Linked DNA regions of Salvelinus alpinus: region 1 is linked to region 2. Evidence: chromatin contacts called from public Hi-C data. All regions are on one chromosome and are shown on one strand. The core of a region is the stretch at or near the end of the contact, and the rest is flanking DNA. Distances in the headings are between cores, read along the strand shown. Region 1 holds the start of LOC139584484 (EF-hand calcium-binding domain-containing protein 4B-like). Region 2 holds the start of LOC139584480 (protein FAM180A-like).

Region 1 (6,124 bases), core at 3,075-5,574, 340 kb before region 2:
TTACGACTAGGAATACGACTTTCCCGAATTGGATCCTTTGTTCGTACCTCCTAGGGCAATTGAAATTATCCCAGTGGCTGCTCCAAAACGCCGCCAGAAGGAGAAGAGGTATTTGGAGTGGACTTGTAGTCCGACTCAGGAGGCGTGCACATCAACCACCGCTTCCGAGTATATTACTCGCTAATGTTCAGTCTCTGGACAATAAAGTAGATGAGCTAAGGGTGAGGATCTCATCCCAGAGAGACATCAGGGACTTTAACATACTCTGTTTCAAGGAATCATGGCTCTCTCGGGATATACTGTCCACGTCCATACAGCCAGCTGAGTTCTCAGTTCATCGCGCAGACAGGAATAAAGAACTTTCTGGGAAGAAGAAAGGCGGTGGTGTATGTTTCATGATTAACTACTCATGGTGTGATTGTGATAACATACAGAAACTCAAGTATTTTTGTTCACCCAACCTAGAATATCTCACAATCAAATGCCGACCGTATTACCTCCCAAGATAATTCTCTTTGGTTATAGTCACAGCCTTGTATATTCCCCCTCAAGCCGATACCACGACGGCCTTCAAGGAACTACACTGGACTTTATGCAAACTGGAAACCACATATCCTGAGGCCGCATGTATTATAGCTGGGGATTTTAACAAAGCTAATTTTAGGAAAACGCTACCGAAGTTCTATCAACACATTGACTGTAGTACTCGCTTAGAAAAAACACTAGACCCCTGCTAGTTACCTTTTCAAGATGCCTACAAGACCCTCCCCCGCCCTAGCTTCGGCAAATCAGATCACAACTCTATTTTGCTCCTCCCTTCCTATAGGCAGAAACTCAAACAGGAAGTACCTGTGCTGAGGTCTATTCAACGCTGGTCTGACCAATCAGAATCCACGCTTCAAGACTGTTTTGATCACAGACTGGGATATGTTCCGGGTAGCCTCTGAGAATAACATTGACGTATACACGGACACAGTGACTGAGCACATCAGGAAGTGTATAGGGGATGGTGTTCCCACGGTGACTACTAAAACCTACCAAAACCAGAAACCGTGGATAGATGGCAGCATTCGCGCATAACTGAAAGCGTGAACCACCCCATTTAACCACAGCAAGGTGACTGAGAGTATGGTTGAAATCAAACAGTGTAGTTATTCCCTCCGTAAGACACTCAAACAGGCAAAACATCAGTACAGAAACAAAGTGGAGTCGCAATTCAACGGCTCAGTCACGAGTTGTATGTGGCAGGGTCTAAAGACAAGCACGGATTATAAAGGGAAAACCAGCCACGTCGCAGACACCGGCATCTTGCTCCCGGACAAGCTAAACACCTTCTTCGCCAGCTTTGAGGATAACACAGTAGCACCGAAGCGGCCTGCTCCCAAGGACTGTGGGCTCTCCTTCTCTGTGGCCGACTTGAGTAAGACATTTAAGCATGTTAACCCTCGCAAGGCTGCTGGCCCATACGGCATCCCTAGCCGCGTCTTCAGAGCATGCGCAGACCAGCTGGCTGGGGTGTTTCCGGACATATTTAATCTCTCCCTATACCAGTCTGCTGTCCCCACTTGCTTCAAGATGTCCAACATTGTTTCTGTACCCAAGAAAGCAAAAGTAACTGAACTAAATGACTAATGTCATTATGAAGTGCTTTGAGTGGCTAGTTAAACATCATATTATCTCTGCCTTACGTGACACCCTAGACCCACTTCAATTTGCTTACCGCCCCAATAGATCCACAGACGATGCAATCGCCACTGCATTGCAAACTGCCCTATCCCATCTGGAAAATAGGAATACCTACGTCAGAATGCTGTTCATTGACTACAGCTCAGCTTTCAACACTATAGTACCCTCCAAGCTCATTATTAAGCTCGGGGCCCTGGGTCTGATCTCCGCCCTGTGCAACTGGGTCCTGGACTTCCTGATGGGCCGCCCCCCAGGTGGTGAAGGTAGGAAACAACACCTCCACTTTGCTGATCCTCAACACAACAGGTAGTCCAGGAGGGGGCGTGCTCAGCCCCCTCCTGGACTACCTGTTCACCCATGACTGCGTGGCCACGCACACCTCCAACTCAGTCATCAAATTTGCAGACGGCACAACAGTAGTAGGCCTGATCACCAACAATGGCGAGATAGCCTACAGGGAGGTGTTGAGGGCCCTGGCAGAGTGGCTGCAGGAAAATAACCTTTTTCTCAACATCAAAAAAACGAAGAACCTGATTGTGGACTTCAGGAAACAGCAGAGGGAGCACACCCTATCCACATCTACGGGACTGCAGTGCAGAAGATGGAAAGCTTCAATTTCCTTGGCGTACACATCACTGACAATCTGAAAAAGTCCACCCACACACGCCTCTTCAACAACGGCACTTCAGGAGGCTGAAGAAACTTGGCTTGGACCCTCACAAACTTTTACAGATGCACAATTGAAAGCATTCTGTCGGGCTGTATCACCGCCTGATTTGGCAACTGCACCGCCTGCAACCGCAGGGCTCTCCAGAGGGTGGTGCGGTCTGTCCAACGCATCACCGGGGGCACACTGCCTGCCCTCCAGGACACCTACAGCACCTGATTTCTCAGGAAGGCCAAAAAGATCATCAAGGACATCAACCACCCGAGCAACGGCATGTTCACCCTGCTATCATCCAGAAGGCGAAGTCAGTAAAGCTGCAATAAAGCTGGGACTGAGAGACTGAAAAACAGCTTCTATCTCAAGGCCATCCGACTGTTAAATAGCCATCACTAGCCAGCTACCACCCGGTTACTCAACCATGCACCTTAGAGGCTGCTGTTTACATACTGCTTTACTCATCTCATATGTATATACTGTATTATATTCAACTGTATTTTAGTCAATGCCACTCCGACAGTGCTCTTCCTAATATTTATATATTTCTTAATTGCATTCTTTTACTTTTAGATTTTTGTATTGTTGAGAATTGTTAGATCCTAACTCCAACAGTGCAGCAGTAAAACAAGCATTTCACTACACCCGCAATAACATCTGCTAAATATGTGTATATGACCAATAAAATTAGATTAGATTTTTGATTTGGTAGTAAATATAGTACAGGAACGTGAAGGGGTTAATACATTATAAGTGATCTTGTCCATATATTTATGACACCTTCAAATGGGTGGACTAGATACATAAAGTGCTTTCATTTCTAAATGGCAAAAAATACCCTCAAAATAAAAGGTGACATTCTGTACTGTATCTCAAATCCAAAATGCTGGAGTATAGAGCCAAATTAAAAGTTTTAGCTTCACTGTCCAAATAAATATGTAGGGGAGTGTAAGTAACTAGGTCAATGTGTGTGGTAACTAAACAGCATCCTGTCTTGATATGTGACAATCTTGTTCTATCAGGCCGAGGCCACACATCTGTCTGTGGTTCCAGCACATCTTACCGGGTCAGAGGTTTTTCAAGTACACCAAGTCAGACAACTGGCAATTGAAACTCACTTCCTGGTTGAGGCCACTTCCCAATGCTGCTCTCAATTTAACCATTGTGGATAGTGGAAAAATTATACAATTCTAAAGTAGTGTAGTGAAAATGTCTAACAGCTCTGCACTGCAATATTGTAATGCAATGGCAAAGCAGTGTTGCAGGCTATATTATAAAACTAATGACTGGATGAAAAATTAGGTTCTGATCTGCATTTTCTAAAGATGTAGACATACTTTTTTAGTGGACTTAAGTATGCCCAATTGATCATTCGTGTAGAAAATCAATCAGCACATTGCCTAACACCCTATGAGACAGACAGATACCTTCATCTTCAATGATTTACACTACTTATTTTAACAGATCATCATGCCAAGGCATGTGAAACATTCAGTTCACAACACCTGAAACAAAATGTAACCGACACTTCCTGATCACGTCATACTTATAGGCGACGTAAGTGACTTTCGTTACTAAAATAGAAAATGTTCCTCCTCCCTAAGAAAAACATCTTTATATGTGTAAGGTAAAACTATTGGCACCGCCGCATTGAAAGAGTTGCCGACATAAAGTTAATATCAAGCCAGGGTGATGATCCGTCAAATCTTTCTCAAGTTAACGTTAACTTACCCGCCACTGTAGACAGTTGTACAGTCCAACTAGCTAAAGTAGCCTAAAAAAGTAAGATAAAGTAAAGTAATACGTTACCATGTGAAGGCAGTAAAGATAGTCGTAGACGACTTCAAAAGTGTATCTTTGTCACAATTTGATAAAGCTGTACTTCCTCTGTTTACAATGTAACAGTGGAGGAATTTCACTGAACTGCCTGCGGGGAGGAACTTTCAAGAAAGCTGACATCGTCTGTAGCTATAGCAACCTTTCCACGCAGAAGTTACGTGGGACAACCTGGGGGAACAGGTCGGAAAATCCCCTTGCCACAGCTGGACTTTCTCAAGACATAATGCAGTGTGCCAAATGTGGTTGAGACAAATAATTAATTCACTCCACTATCCAGAGAAGAAAAAATAAATGTATATTTGTTATTAGCCTAGCTAGATCTTTTTACATCATAATTAGGCCTGGCTTTTACACTGTATCTGCAAATGACCATGACCTCTGATCCTAATGCATGACATATGCAGCTGAATCCCATTCACAGCATAATTTCACAGAGAGCTCTGACAACCCTGACAGTTTTCCACTTCAAAGCCATAGATACCTTTGAAATGCTTATTGACATGGGCAATAATTCCTGCTGGTTTACTCTTCTCTGCAGTTGAGACAGTGCATTAGAAATGAATTAGTGTCTATGTTGATTATCAAAATACCTAAGTATGACGTAAAAAATGAAGACATTTAGGCCTACTCTATCTCAAAATTTAGAGAAATGTCATTAACCAGAAAATTATTGGAAAGAGGTTCTTGGCTTTTGTCCTTTTGTCAACTTTCCTCTTGGCATGCAGAGATGCTTCAAATGGGATGCAGATTCTTAGATGAAGGTGCCACCAAGTGGTGTCAAATGAAACAACACATCAATATGATGGAACTTGAACAATGCAAAGCCATTACTATAATAGTGAGACCATGACAGAATAGGCTACTTATAATAAAAAAAGGTGGGTGTTAATGTCACTCTCAATGTTATTTTTTACAGAATGGTATTTGTATGGTGACTGTACAGATCAGAGGTATGAGATTTGTAGTGTCAACAATATGCAGATAAGGGCATTAGAGGAGCATGTATCATAGCCTGTAAAAAATGTATGTACAGTGGGGAGAACAAGTATTTGATACACTGCTGATTTTGCAGGTTTTCCTACTTACAAAGCATGTAGAGGTCTGTAATTTTTATCATAGGTACACTTCAACTGTGGGAGACGGAATCTAAAACAAAAATCCAGAAAATCACATTGTATGATTTTTAAGTAATTAATTTGCATTTTATTGTATGACATAAGTATTTGATACATCAGAAAAGCAGAACTTAATATTTGGTACAGAAACCTTTGTTTGCAATTACAGAGATCATACGTTTCCTGTAGTTCTTGACCAGGTTTGCACACACTGCAGCAGGGATTTTGGCCCACTCCTCCATACAGACCTTCTCCAGATCCTTCAGGTTTCGGGGCTGTCGCTGGGCAATACGGACTTTCAGTTCCCTCCAAAGATTTTCTATTGGGTTCAGGTCTGGAGACTGGCTAGGCCACTCCAGGACCTTGAGATGCTTCTTACGGAGCCACTCCTTGGTTGCCCTGGCTGTGTGTTTTGGGTTGTTGTCATGCTGGAAGACCCAGCCACGACCCATCTTCAATGCTCTTACTGAGGGAAGGAGGTTGTTGGCCAAGATCTCGCGATACATGGCCCCATCCATCCTCCCCTCAATACGGTGCAGTCGTCCTGTCCCCTTTGCAGAAAAGCATCCCCAAAGAATGATGTTTCCACCTCCATGCTTCACGGTTGGGATGGTGTTCTTGGGGTTGTACTCATCCTTCTTCTTCCTCCAAACACGGCGAGTGGAGTTTAGACCAAAAAGCTATATTTTTGTCTCATCAGACCACATGACCTTCTCCCATTCCTCCTCTGGATCATCCAGATGGTCATTGGCAAACTTCAGACGGGCCTGGACATGCGCTGGCTTGAGCAGGGGGACCTTGCGTGCGCTGCAGGATTTTAATC
Region 2 (6,779 bases), core at 828-3,327:
TGTCCAATGTTTGTTCTAATTTAGAGATTCTATGGTGGCCCCATCCATCTTTCCAACTATAACACTGTCTCTGCATTCCCTGGCAGCTTCATGACGGCCACATCTCATCAGTATGAGAGTGTCTCACTGGTCCTAAAGAGAGAGGAGTTCAACTTCGAATCAGAGGATGCATTATAAATTAAGGAAAAACTGAGCTCTTTCTGAATTACGTTTAATTTACTGTATGACTATTGTTAGCTATAAGTTGCACAGAATGAAACAAATTCCATAACACTACTAAATCACACATTTCTTCTTAGTGATGTTTCTTCTTTTGGTGATCTTACTGCCAGCCTTGGAATAGGATCTCTTTGAAGAAGCTTCTTCAGATGGTTTGTATATAGGCATTGGCTGTGTTCATTCCACCGTGTGTTTGGATAGCTATAATTTCTAGTAATAAATAATAATACCCATAATAATCATAATCATAATAATAATACATTTAATTTGTAGAGCAACAATATGCTGTGTTGGGTTGTGTGTTTGGAGTGTGAAGTCTCCACACTCCACCTCCCAGAAAACAAAACTGGGTTGGTTCCCTGAAGTGTTCCTGGCACAGACACACACGTTCCAAGTTCCAACCCTCCCAAGGATCCTCTCATTAGCACAAGCAGAACTAATGTTGACCATGGATACAGAAACATGGCTCAGCAGTCTGGACAACAATAAATGCTTGCATTCATCCATTCACAAACCTCAAACTCAAGGCAGAGTCCAGTAATATGTCCTCAAAGCTTTTTTTAAGCAAAAAGGGAACATACACTGATTATACAAAACATTAGGAACACCTTCCTAATATTGAGTTGCATCCCACCTGTTGCCCTCAGAACAGCTTCAATTCATCGGGGAATGGACTTTACAAGGTGTCGAAAGAATTTCACACGGATATTGGCCCATGTTGACTCCAGTGCTTCCCACAGTTATCAAGTTGGTTGGATTTTCTTTGGGTGGTGGAACATTCTTGATACACACGGAAACTGTTGAGCATGACAAACCCAGCAGAGTTGCAGTTCTTGACACATACCACCCTGCATACCACTGCTGGCTTGCTTCTGAAGCTAAGCAGGGTTGGTCCTGGTCAGTCCCTGGATGGGAGACCAGGTGCTGCTGGAAGTGGTGTTGGAGGGCCAGTAGGAGGCACTCTTTCCTCTGGTCTAAACAAAGATCCCAATGCCCCAGGGCAGTGATTGGGGACACTGCTCTGTGTAGGGTGCCGTCTTTCGGATGGGACGTTAAACGGGTGTCCTGACTCTCTGAGGTCATTAAAGATCCCATGGCACTTATCGTAAGAGTAGGGGTGTTAACCCCGGTGTCCTGGCTAAATTCCCAATCTGGCCCTCAACCATCAAGGTCACCTAATAATCCCCAGTTTACAATTGGCTCATTCATCCCCCTCCTCTCCCCTGTAACTATTCCCCAGGTCGTTGCTGCAAATGAGAACGTGTTCTCAGTCAACTTACCTGGTAAAATAAAAATAAAAAATAAAAACACAAGCCTGGCACCAACTATCGTACCCTGTTAAAAGGCACTTAAATATTTTGTCTTGCCCATTCACCCTCTTGAATGGCACACATACACAATCCATGTCTGAGTTGTCTAAAGGCTTAGAAATCCTTATTTAACCTGTCTCCTCCTCTTCATCTACACTGATTGAAGTGTATTTAACAAGTGACATCAGAGAGGGATCATAGCTTTCACCTGGATTCACCTGGTCAGTCCATGTCATGGAAAGAGCAGGTGTTCTTAATGTTTTGTGTACTCAGTGTATATTATTGATGAACACAAGATGTTCCACAGAAGAAACTGGACTGCACTTATTAACATCAATGTACTTAACGTGATCAGAACTAGGAGGAAAGTTCAGCATTAAGGAGAAGGAGGAAGAAGAGAAAAGGAAGATAATGAAAGAGAAAAGAGGAAATGATCGTAAGGCGCGCTTACGGTCAGAAGAGGACAAGGAGGCAACAGTAAGAAGTAGACGTGTCTCTCTGGGTCTGATGACTGCCAGATGACAGCACCAACAGTGTCAGCTGGTTTGAGAGAGAGAGAGGGAGAGAGAGAGCGAGAGAGAGAGAGAGAGAGAGAGAGAGAGAGAGAGAGAGAGAGAGAGAGAGAGAGAGAGAGAGAGAGGGAGAGAGAGAGAGAGAGAGAGAGAGAGAGAGAGAGAGAGAGAGAGAGAGAGAGAGAGAGAGAGAGAGAGAGAGAGAGAGAGAGGAGGGTACTATAGTGACACAGGATTTCAGAAAGGAGGAGAGCAGTTGCAGTGGTGGGATGGTCTGAGGTTTTTCCCAGTGGAGTGACTGGTCCTTGATCGTGGTCCTGGACCTGTGGCTCTGTCCAGTCTGTCCCTGGCTACTGGATGCCAGGTGGATGCCAGGTCACCATGATGCCCTGGAAGATGGTCATTGTTGCACTATTCTACTGCAATATCAACACATGTGCCACTTATCGGCATAACAAAGGTAAGAATATCTTCACCCATATTAATGTGTTCAATTGGAAATGTTATACAGTTTACAGTATGTTTATATGCAATGATTATGTTTAATGTTGCTGTGTAATTGTAACCTGTGCATATGCCCTTTTAAAGGGTACGTTTTGCTGCAGTAGTTGTCCATAAATATAATTGATAGGAATGCACCTCATTCCCAGATGCTACATTAAACTCAACAGTAATTCTGCCAAATAATTCAAGGCATTACTGAGAATCAGCTCATTGTGGATTAGAATATGTATCCAGTGATGGAAAGATAATGTAATGCTCTTATTCCAGAGAAAGGACAGATTAACGACCATTCTGTTATGATAGTCACAAAGTCCAATATCATTCCTGGTATCAAATGTCAAGCTAAAGTCATTTTACATATGCTTCTCTCTTGGCCTCAGCATCGCCGTCTCAAATCCAGAAGACTAATACAGAATATAGACTTACCCTATCCCATCCCCATCACACAGAAAACTGCAATCAATAGTTAGCCTAGTCACACATTTAATTCTGTCCTCTGTGCTTTGTCTGTCCAGCTGTAACCTCTGATTGAGCAAAGTCATTTCACAACAGTATGTGTTAACATTACCGATTAGTATGTACACAGATCCAGCAGCAGCATCCACCAGCACAGCTGTAACATGCTGCATACATCACAACAATGTGCAAGCTGTGTGGTGGGGAGTGTACTGGGGATATTTTGGTCTTTTGATTTTTTTCTGTGTTTATTTAGAATTAAAGGAGTGACATTGAAATCATTGTTTTCTCTCCAGCTGTTTCGATCCATCTGAAATTCAAGTGCCCTACAGATGGACCTTAATGATGCTGAGCAACTGTAGCAGTGCTGTACTTGGTTGGATAAATGATTTGACATCAGAAAAATTCAGATAATTTCTAAGAAATAGAATGGAGAACTCTTTTGTACTGTATATACACTTGGAAAAAAGGGTTCTAAAAGTGTTCTGCAGTTGTCCCCATAGGATAATCTATTTTGGTTCCAGGTAGAACCCTTTTTGGTTCAAGCTAGAACTCTTTTGGGTTCCATGTGGAACCCTCTGTGGAAAGGGTTCTACCTGGAACCAAAAGGTTTTTTAAAAGGGTTGACCTATCGGGACAGTATAAGAGCCCTTTTTGGTTCTAGATAGCATATTTTTGTTCTAATAGTGTACAGGTGTAGCTGCCAAGAACTCACATTTCTGGTCCTCCAGAACAGTTGGGTCCCATTTTCTAGCACAATTAAACTATGGTCCTTAACGACTTGTATGTTTAAAGTTCCATTTCGGTTTATGTGTCGGCTACTGGGCTCAATGTGTGTATGAACTATCCACATCTGTTTCTGATATGAAAACAATGAAAGGGCTTCAAATATGAACTGCAGCAGGAAACTGATAGGCCCCTGAAGAATGAAAAACACACCACCAGAAAGTTTTCAAAGCTGTCTTGAATCTGGCTAAACTAGGTATTTTGTAGTTTTTGTTTTGGTTATTCTAGATATTGTTATGTGATGTGTTGTGGCAATTGGATCATACGGAAAAACATGTTCTTAGAATGAGAGGATTGAGGCTCAATCAGTACAATGACAGCTCAGGAGTACTGTCTTTCTAGCTTTTCTTGGATTATATTTGTTGATATTTGTTTCTCCTGGCTCTACTATTTTTGTATGGGTGGAGTGTCTAGAACATTGTTTGACATGCTCTGGTATATCTGATGAAATCATAGCAACTTTGTGTTTGCTATTACACACATTCTGAAGTCATAGCAATCTCAATTACCTCAATGGAAAAGTAGTGATCAAATAGCATGAATTGTTTGATTTCATCATGGCATCAACAAATCTTATTAGCTGAATGTACTAAAATAAAGGCAAACAAATACCTTATCTCCATGTAGAACATTTGACTATTTTGGGGTGTGAATAAAAATATATAGAAAGTTTTGCCCACGATGGACAACATATACAGTATGTGCTAGTACACTCTTAGAAAAGTCTCCGAAAGGGTTCTTCAGCTGTCCCAATAGGAGCAACCTTTTCAGTTCCAGGTAGAACCCTTTTCAGTTCCAGGTAGAAGTAGAACCCTTTTAGGTTCCATGTAGAAAGGGTTTGTTATGGAACCCAAAAGGGATCTACCTGCAACCAAAAAGGGTTCTTCAAAGGGTTCTCCTATGGGGAGAGCCGAAGAACCCTTTAAGGTTTGAGATAGCACCTTTTTTTTCTAAGAGTGTATGCTTGTATGCGGAACCCTTCGTTTGGCTAGGTGTCTACTGCATGGCTCCTGTCTCTATGGTCCTAGGACCCATCTCTGTTTCCAACTGGCAAGCGATAGCTTTGTTATGACGCACTCCTCTTCGCTTCCTGATGATTTTCTTCTAAACTTATCAGCCCTTCTTAAACAAGTACTATTTCAGGGCCTTCATTAGCTGGATTGACTGTAAACACCAAAGGAAGCACTGGAGAGAGTATTCCAAAGTTTAATTCCTGGTTTGTGCACTCGGGAATGTGCTCATGTCCAATAATGGATTTCCTCATTAGAGTTTGTTTTTCAAAGAACATCTGAATAAGATTTGCTTGTCAATGCACACTGAGTGTACAAAACACTACGAATAATTTCTTAATATTCAAACCCTTTGCACGTTTACAGCACCTCTGTCTGACATTTGAATGGAGCTGCAGTGGATAGCTGCCAATTTACGGGCTTCTGACCAAGTCTGCTATTTATATTTTTCGTAGCTGTCTATTTACCACCACAAACTGATGCTGGCACTAAGACCACACTCAACGAGCTGTATAGGGCCATAAACAAACAAGAAACAGCGCTCCTAGTGGCCAGTGATTTTAATATATCTATATTTTTTGGTCATTTAGCAGACGTTCTTATCCAGAGCGACTTACAGGAACAATTAGGGTCCCTCTTGCCTTGCTCAAGGGCACATTGGCAGATTTTCACCTAGTTGGCTCGGAAATTCTAACCAGCAACCTTTCGGTTACTTGCCCAACGCTCCTAACTGCTAGGTTACCTAATGCAGGAAAACTGAAATTCGTTTTACCTCATTTCTACCAGCATGTCACCTGTGCTACTGGAGGAGACAAAACTCTAGATCACTTTTACTCCATACACAGAAACTCATACAAAGCTCTCCCTTGCCCTCCACTTGGCAAATCTGATCATCACTATATCCTCCTGATTCTTGCTTGCAAGCAAAAATTCTGAAGTACCAATGACAGCTCAATACGGAAGTGGTCCGATGAAGCGGATGCTAAGCTACTGGACTGTTTCACTAGCACAGACTGGAATATGTTCCAGGATTCATCCGATGGCATTGAGGAGTTTACCATATCAGTTACCTGCTTCATTAATAAGTGCATCGATGACATCAACCCCACAGTCACTGTATGTACATGTCGCAACCATAAGCCATAGATTACAGGCAACATCTGCACTGAACTAAAGGCTAGAGATGCTGCTTTCAAGGAGCGGAACACTAATCTAGACTCTTACAAGAAATCCCACTATGACCTCCGACAAGCCATCAAACAGGCAAAGCATCATTACAGAACTAAGATCTAATCGTACTACGCCGGCTTTAATGCTCGTCGGATGTGGCAGGACTTCTTAACTATCATGGATTACAAAGGGAAACCCAGCCACAAGCTTCCCAGTGACTTGAGCCCACCAGACGAGCTAAATGCCTTCTATGCTCACATCGAGGCAAGCAACACTGAACCATGCATGAGAGCAGCAGCTGTCTCCGTAGCCAATGTGAGTAAGACCTTTAAACAGATTAACATTCACAAGGCCGCAGGGCCAGATGGATTACCAGAATGCATACTCTGAGCATGCGCTGACCAGCTGGCAAGTGTCTTCACTGACACTCTCAATCCCTCTCTCTCTTTGTTCTCTATATTTTTTCCCCCTGTCATGTACAGTAACAATGCTTGTTCAGCATAACCGGTTTGTGTCTTTACAATATTTGTGGACTTGCGGAAATATGAATAGCTTTGATGTCATAGAACAGGGATCATCAACCAGATTCAGCCCCGGGCCAATTTTTTCTTGAACGGATGATCAGGGGGCCGGAACATAATTACAAATAATTTGTAGACTGCAAATTCACTGGAAGAAGCCCAAACAGATATAATATTTGACAAAAACATAATCATTTCAAACCCTGCTTGCTTTTGTATACGATCGCGACTCTCTATTATGCTGGGAATAAAAAATCACTTGGAGCTGATATCCTGTGTTTTTATAGTCTT

What was found. A called contact is a pair of places that touch in the nucleus more often than the background predicts.
Region 1: a Hi-C map of muscle shows a contact between it and region 2, with 4 times the contacts expected there. The contact joins the promoter of LOC139584484 here to the promoter of LOC139584480 in region 2. A contact is called at or near these places in 3 of 3 Hi-C or Micro-C datasets (liver, muscle and red muscle).

What each region holds. Positions count from the first base shown.
Region 1 is chr9:20,376,376-20,382,499 of SLU_Salpinus.1, reverse strand. It overlaps LOC139584484 (EF-hand calcium-binding domain-containing protein 4B-like), which reads right to left and starts at 4,324. Exons shown (of 18, transcript XM_071416402.1): 1 at 4,157-4,324.
Region 2 is chr9:20,037,340-20,044,118 of SLU_Salpinus.1, reverse strand. It overlaps LOC139584480 (protein FAM180A-like), which reads left to right and starts at 2,077. Exons shown (of 3, transcript XM_071416396.1): 1 at 2,077-2,501. The coding sequence starts at 2,399.